Regions from separate parts of the Sus scrofa genome. Here region 2 is linked to region 1. A link is a contact called in public HiChIP or PLAC-seq data. All regions are on one chromosome and are shown on one strand. Each heading gives the region's core, a stretch centred on a gene start, on an enhancer-like site or on the middle of the called end of the contact. The rest is flanking DNA. Distances are from core to core; before and after follow the strand shown.

The links. HiChIP or PLAC-seq counts read pairs in DNA pulled down with a chosen protein or histone mark.
Region 2: an H3K27ac HiChIP or PLAC-seq map of alveolar macrophages shows a contact between it and region 1. The contact joins the promoter of CHERP here to the promoter of NWD1 in region 1. A contact is called at or near these places in 1 of 47 Hi-C or Micro-C datasets (skeletal muscle) and 1 of 2 datasets of contacts at active chromatin or transcription factors (alveolar macrophages).

Annotation. Positions count from the first base shown.
Region 1 is chr2:60,904,968-60,908,833 of Sscrofa11.1, reverse strand. It overlaps NWD1 (NACHT domain- and WD repeat-containing protein 1), which reads left to right and starts at 2,298. Exons shown (of 18, transcript XM_021083579.1): 1 at 2,298-3,071.
Region 2 is chr2:61,060,425-61,064,424 of Sscrofa11.1, reverse strand. It overlaps CHERP (calcium homeostasis endoplasmic reticulum protein), which reads right to left and starts at 1,465. Exons shown (of 17, transcript XM_021083582.1): 1 at 1,321-1,465; 2 at 837-1,010. The coding sequence starts at 1,345.

The sequences.
Region 1 (3,866 bases), core at 1,049-3,548:
ACTTTATATCATGTGTCAGTGCTTCATTCTTTTCTATGGCTGAATAATATTCTATGGTATGAAGTTACTGTATTTTGTTTATTCACCAGATGATGGACATTTGTGTTGTTTTCACCTTCTCTCTATGTTGACTAGTGATGCTATGAATAAGTGTGTACAAGGATTTGTTTGAACATCTGCTCCAATTCTCCCAGGTATATACCTACAAGTGGAATTGCCAGATCATATGGTAATTGTATTTAACTTTTTAATGAACTGCCAAGCTGTTCTCTACAGAGGCTACAGCATTTTGTTCAGAAACCCTGCTCTGAAGCATTCTGAGTTCTCACCAAGCAGAGCACGAGGGTTCCAATTTTCCCCCATCCTCGCTGACACTTACTGTTTTCTACTTTGGGGGCTGTGAGGTGGTATCTCATTGTGGTTTTAATTTGCAAAGTAGATAATATTTTAAAGAAATTTTTAATAAATCAAAAATGCCTACAAAAATCCATGATGAACGAAACATCAAAATCTTAATAAAAACAGGATCCAACCCTGCATTAGCTCCTCACTCATGTTACTGTATTTTAAATTGTGACATTTAATTTACTGAAAAATTTTCTGCATTGAGTTTGATTCTTTTAAATATTGCTTTGAAAATTATTTATCCTTTTATGACAATAAAAATATGAAAAATATTATTTTATCTTTGCTGGTTGGTTGTTTTGGAGGCCCCTCTTCTAAATGTTATGCCCCAGGTCAGCCAGCCCCTCTCTGGCCTCCCGCACCTGGCCCTAGATCAAGCTCACGGTCAGGCCCAGAAATGGCCACCAGGGGGCGCTGCTTCCCCACTCATGCTCAGCCCAGGTATATTCCAGGCTAAGAGTTGGATTCAGTTTTAACATCCCAGCCCAGATCCCTCATCTGTATCATGGGAATAGTAACATTAGGCTTGGGGGATGGCAGAGGAGGTTTGGAAGTCCCCTGCCTAGGGCTCAGCCCCTATTCAACACGGAATGACAGTCATGTCTATATCCTAAGAGCACAAATGGAACAATATTTAATTTTCCTACAGAGAATTTCAAACACTCGGAAAAGTAGGAAGAGTGGTGTAATGAACCCCCAGTCCCAGCCCTGACCACCAGCACCCTCTGGCCAACCCCACTCCATCCATCTCACCATCTGGGATTATTATGTTGAAGCAAAACTCAATCATTCCATGAATCATCATGCTGGAAATATTTTATTCTGAGTCTCTAAAAGATAAAGATTTGGAAAAAAAAGAAACTAACTACAATACCTTTATCATGCTTTAAAAACTTTGCCAAGAATTCTTTAATGCCCGCAGATTCCAATGCAGCCAAATGCGGTTTGCCTCTCATCTCCGTTGCTCCCTTGCCAAGAGAACTTGGGCACATTGTTGAATTTCTCTGAAGGTCACTGTCCGCATCAGGAAACCGGGGTAGCCAACTGAAGTCCTCAGGTCTCTGGGAGTATCAGAGACAGTATAGATATTAGCACCTGAAATTAAAGTCCCCCAAAATATAATAACATGACTACAGTAACATGAATATAATAACACAACAGAGAAGTGGTTCTCAACCAGGCAGAGGAGGTGGGGATTCGTCCCCCAGGGGACACTGGGCCATGTTGGAGACGTTTGGGTGTTTTCACAATTGGGAGTGGTGGGGCTACTGGCATCTGGTGGTAGAGATTAGGGATGCTCTTCTATATCCTGTAGTGCATAGGACAGCACCCCAATAAAGAATGACCTGGCCCTAATGATCGATAGGGCCAAGGCTGAGAAACCCTGCTCTGAAGACTTAGATTTCATTAACACTTGCTGAAACAGTGCCATTGGAGCCTTTGATTCCTGACTCTGCCACTAGTTGGGTGAACCTGGTAGCTGTAAAAATAGTAATGAATCAGCGCTCCCATCATGGCTCAGCAGTTGACAAACCTGACTAGCATCTATGAGGATGTGGGTTCAATCCCTGGCCTCTCTCAGTGGGTTAAGGATCCAGTGTTGCCATGAGCTGTGGTGTAGGTCACAGACGTGGCTCAGATCTGGTGTTACTTCGGCTGTGCTGTGGCGTAGGCAAGCAGCTACAGCTCCAATTTGACCCCTAGCCTGGGACCCTCCATATGCCGCAGGTGTGGCCCTAAAAAAAAGTAATGCATCAGGAGTTCCCTGATGGTTTAGCTGGTTAAAGATCTGGTTTTGCCACTGCTGTAGCTCGGGTCACTGCTGTGGCTCAGGTTCAATCCCTGGCCTGGGAAATTCTGCCTGCCTTGGGTGCAGCCAAATAAATAAATAAATTAATAATAATAATAATTAATCATAGCCAACATTCCATGGGTTCTTTGCTTGAGCTAGGCATGGTGCTAGCTTTACCCTATTGGTAAGTATGTCTCATTCTCTCACCAGCTCAGGAGGTGGTTGAGAAAAACTTAAGCCCAGGGAGACCAAGTGGTCCACACAAGGGGCTTCACCTCTTTGGACCTCATTTCCTACAGTGGTGGAACAGGATCATAGGGATCACATGGACTGCCCACCACAAAAGGCATCTGCTAGGATGAGCCTATTAGCCAGGCACACAATGGTTAACTGCCAAGTCTGGCCAAGTGCCCAGCAAAGCTGGGGCTGGAGAATGAATTTCTTTCATTCTCCCAGTTGCTGGGAGATTTGGCATGGAGAGATTTGAGAAGAACCGAGCACAAAAGTTACTAGGATTGCTGGGGGCTTGCCTTCCAGGCAGTGCCAGGCCCAGAGAACTTACTTCTCCAACTTACTTTCCCAGAAGATTTGAAATTGGCCCTTCCACCACCAGCAGGAGCCAGAGGAAGCCTGGAGCTCCCAAGGAAAACCTCCGTCCTTCCTGAAAAACCTAGTCTTGCTTAGTGGTCTGTGGTGACAAACAAGAGGCGAGAAAGATGGATAATTTGGATGAGTCTGCTGAAGGGACAGTTATTTCTTGAGCACCTACCATGGGGCCAGACACGTCAACCTCGGCAGACAGTCTCAAAGTCATGGACGTCATGTTCTTGCAGGAAAGACAAATGGTAAACAAGCAAGGAAGAAACAACTGGTGGTGAGTATCGTGCAGAGAATTAAATTAGGGTGATGGTACAGGGAGTGACTTGGGAGGTCACTGAGTAAGGGGATGGTCTGAGGGAGCCTCCCAGGAGGTGGCTGTTAAGCTGAAATGTGAATGACCTAAAAGGATGCAGGATGGAAGGTTTAGGTATGGCATGTGCAAAGGCCCTGAGACTGAAATGCATTGGCCAGTGTTAGACCAGGGTTCTCAACCAGGCAAGATTCTGCCCCCTGCTGGACATTGGCAATGTCTGGAGAGATTTTTGTCACAACTTGGGGGGTGGGGAGGAGTCCGCTACTTGTTTCCAGTGGGTCAAAGCCAGGATGCTCCTCAATATCTTACAATGTATGGAGTTCCCGTCGTGGCGCAGTGGTTAACGAATCTGACTAGGAACCCTGAGGTTGCGGGTTCGGTCCCTGCCCTTGCTCAGTGGGTTAACGATCCGGCGTTGCCGTGAGCTGTGGTGTAGGTTGCAGACGCGGCTCGGATCCTGCGTTGCTGTGGCTCTGGCGTAGGCCGGTGGCTACAGCTCCGATTGGACCCCTAGCCTGGGAACCTCCATATGCCGCGGGAGCGGCCCAAGAAATGGCAACAACAACAACAACAACAATAATGCCGAGGGAGCGGCCCAAGAAATAGCAACAACAACAACAAAAGACAAAAAAAAAAAAAAAAAATCTTACAATGTATAAGATGTCCCCCATTGCAAAGAATAATCTGGTCCCAAATGTTAGCAGTGCTAAGATTGGAAATGTCAGGGCTAGAGGAATAGAAGGAAAGCCTAGTGTG
Region 2 (4,000 bases), core at 216-2,715, 160 kb before region 1:
AACTCCAGCCATGCTGGGCTGCTCACAACACACTGTGTTTGCAAACGTGATGACTGAGGTTTCTTTCCGCTCTCAAAACACACTGTGCTTGTTCAAGCCATTGAACCTTTGCTGTGTCCTATGAACTCTTTATTGAACACCTACTACGTGCTACCTATTAGGCACAACAATGCCAAACAAGGCCCGGTTGGCCGTGGGGAACTTGTAGTTCAGGGAGCATCCACCTTTCAATGTCCATCTACTTGGCAATCTAGAACACAACATATCTGGAAGCTAAGGATTCACTACTGAACAGGGCAGATGTGGGTTCAGGGATCTTTACTACCTGGTGATTATCTGTTATTCAGAGACCAACTGTGTTAACCAACCCCATCTTAAGCTCTTTTAGAAGAGGGTTGGAATTTTGATACCAAGAACTAATACCCACGAAACAACTCATTTTTGATCTAGGCTACAACCATCTTAAAATGCACAAAAACCTCGCTGGACAGTATTTGCCCCAAGGGTCTCACCCAATCTGGCTTCTACTACTTCCTCCCTGGAAACCGCTGAAGTAGTCACTACCTTCCTGACCTCAGTCATCACGTTTGCAAAACAAGAGTAAACCCTGATCTGGAGCCCAGCAAAAGGATCGATAACCCCGTTCTCCATTACACTGGGACCCAGCTGCCGCACGGGTGCAGAGCCCCGGGAACAGCGAATGGGACCGTGAAGACCGAGCTAATCCATATTCCCAGAAGAACAAGCGATTTAAAAAAAGGCGGTCTGTGGCAGAGCCCGAAATGGAATCAGAAAGGAATCGCTGGAGAGGACGGCCGGAGAGCAAGAGAACTCACGCTGCTGCTGCTCCAGCGCCAACTTGCACTTATAGTAACTGTAGAACTCTCCTCCGAACAGAAACGAAAATTTTGGGTTGTCCTTCTGCTTCTCCATCGTCATCTTTTCAAATTCGGGCCCATTCCGAGCCACGAACTGGGCCAGCTTGTCGATGACATTTCGGAGCTCCTGGTCTGGAGGACGGAGAAAAGGCCACGCGGGGCGTCAGCGAGAACCGCCCAAATTCGGGGGCCCTGTCGTCCCAGCCCGCGTCTGCTGGGCCGGGGGTCCCTAGGGGTGGGTCCGGGAAAGGCCGCCTTTGTACGGGTCCCGATAGGGGCCAGAAGCGCGCCGAGAATGCGGGAACCCGCGGGAGAGGCCGCAGGCGGACCCCGGAGGCCGAGCCCCGCCCCCTCCTAGGCCCGGGGACCCCGGGAGGCGAGGTAGGCCAACAGGGGATTCCGGGGAGAGAGAAACAGCCTTCGAGCCCAGGCTGGGCCTCACCATCAGGCGGCAGCGGCATCTCCATGGCTCCAGCCGCGGGGAACGTCCTCCGGCGCCTCACGATCGCCCACCAGGGCCGTCTGCGGAAGCCGGCCGGAAGTGGCGCGAGGGAGCCTTTTACGACTGGCTTCGCGCGCTGCTTCCGCCCGCCACTTACGGCCGTCGCCAGGAAACCCCGGAAGTGAGGAAACGAGGCAGGCGGGAAGAAGCCGCGAGGGGCCGAACGCACGGAGGGGCGAGCACCACGCACGCGCAGGGGCTTTCCCGCGCATGTGCGGAATGGACTTCTGTAGCGCGACGCGAGGGAACGGCTGGAACGGTGCAGGCGGCCGTTAGCTGCTCTTGGGGCGTTTTCCCACGTTACGTGTTGCAATGCGAGGACTTGGGCAGTAGATTCTTCCGTAGGACTAGGGGCCCTGGGGAGTTACTGCGCTAGTCAGTGCCCTATTTTCTCCCAGCGAGGCGGCGGTGCGGAAAATACGAGGTGAGGTGCGTCCAGGAGGCGCCTGGGCTGCGGCGCCGGTCACATCCTCCCGGGCTCGTCCGGATGTAAAAGTAGAACTGGGAGGCTACAGGCGTGGCGGGGATGGAACAGGGCTTATCGAGGTTCAAAAGTTTCTCCTGCTGTGCTTCTTTTCTTTAATCCAACTCTTTGATAAAGAAGACTTAGGGCGAGGGGACACCTCCACCTCTACTCCCTCCGTTTTCAGAAGCCTTTCAGAGCTCGCGTGGCTTCTGTGTAGTCATTCAAGCGGGTGCCGGGCCTTCTAGGCTGCGCGGTCAGAAAGATGCACCTTGAAATACGCAGTTATGTTACTTATGAAACTTTGAGGAGTTCCCACTGTGGCGAAACGGGATCTGCAGCGCCAAGACACAGATTGGATTCCCCGGCCGGGCTCAGTGGGTGAAAGAATCCGGCTTAGTTGCCCCAGCTGCAGCGTAGGTCACAACTGCAGTTCAGATTTGATCCCCGGGCCCATATGCCCCGGGGCGGCCAAAAAAAGTGAAATAAAACGATGGTAAAGTTAACGCTTGCTAATTGCGGGGAAAGATAGCAAGGAACAGCAAACGTTAAAGAAACGTAGACTTGTGACTTCCCTCGCAATCTGAACGCTTTTGGGATTACCATTGTTAACATTAACACTTAGTTGGCGGTACCTCCCTACTCTGAAAACGGTGTTGGGGTGTTTTAGATACATTTTTTAAATTGTTACTTAGTTTCTCCATCTGACGTTATAGATTGTCTCCTGTATCCCAAATAGTATTCTTAGACTAGAGGCTGGCAAACTTTTTCTATAAAGGGCCAGATAGCAAATATTTTTGCTGGCCAAGACCCAAAATCAAGGATATTATGTAGGTGTTTGGCCAAGAGCCAAAATCAAGGATATTATGTAGGTGCTTGGTGCTTATATAACCAAAGAGAAAAATGTGCATAACACTTTTTAGTGGTAGAATTTATAAATAGAGTGTTACAAATACAGGTCTGAATGGAAAGCTTTTGGGGGATTCCAAGTCACTCTTTCCTGTCATTAACTGATTCTAAATGTCACCTGCAAAGACCATTCTTGGTTCACAAAAAGGCAGGCTAGATGTATGTAGCTTGTGGATGAAACAATTCAAACCTAAGCTCTGCTTTCAGAAGCCCACAGTCTGGGTAGGCAGAGACCCATAAATCAGTAGTCAAATGTGTCAGTACATAAGTATTATTAAGGACAACAGAAGGGTGCTGAGATCATAAGGTGGGAGGGCAGTGCCTACCTTGATAGGGTTGTCTGAGAAGGCCTTTAGGAGGTGAGGTTTGCACTGACATCCCACTCAGTAACTATGTGAAGTGTCCAGGCAGAGTGAATATCAAGTGAACGTTCTCAGTAATCTGCATAGTGTGATTTTTTTTCCTATGCCAGTAAAGATCTGTAATATCGAGAAGCTTTAACCTGTGATCCACCATAAATGGCCTTTAGAGCTAGCACAACATTGTACATAATGTATATTCTCGTGAGTTGAAGAAACATAGCATTTATCATTAACAGGATCTGTGAACCAAAAATGTATGGTTTTTTTTTTTGTCTTTTTGCCTTTTCTAGGGCCGCTTCTGTGGCATATGGAGATTCCCCAGGCTAGGGGTCGAATCCGAGCCGGATGGTCATTTTTAATGACCTCATAGGACGGACAGTGCAGTATGGATTTACTACTAATAATATATTGAAGCCAGACCATGGAGTCTCCTGGGTTGGTTCCACTTTGCAACCACTATGAAGTTTTAGTGTACACAGAGATCTTGTGCTGGAAAAAGGGGTGTACTTTTAATGCTGATGTTGCTCAGCTGCACCCCAGAAAGGTTGAACACCCGTGACTACTATTATACATTCATTTCATAGACTGAAAATTTAAACATCTCAAGGCCTCCCCCAGGCTCATTTCAGTGCATTAAAACAGAATCCAGGGGTCAGAAGAAAGCGGTGGAATTGCTAGAAGTCAAGGCTGGTGCAGAGACAGTCACCTGTGACCTGGAAGGAAAGCTCTTTTAGGTAAACATGTAAAATGCACACCTCTTGGTGAGATGAACTGAGGGGGCCCACTTAAGAAACAAAATGGAGGAGTTCCCATCGTGGCGCAGTGGTTAACGAATCCGACTAGGAACCATGAGGTTGCGGGTTCCATCCCTGCCCTTGCTCAGTGG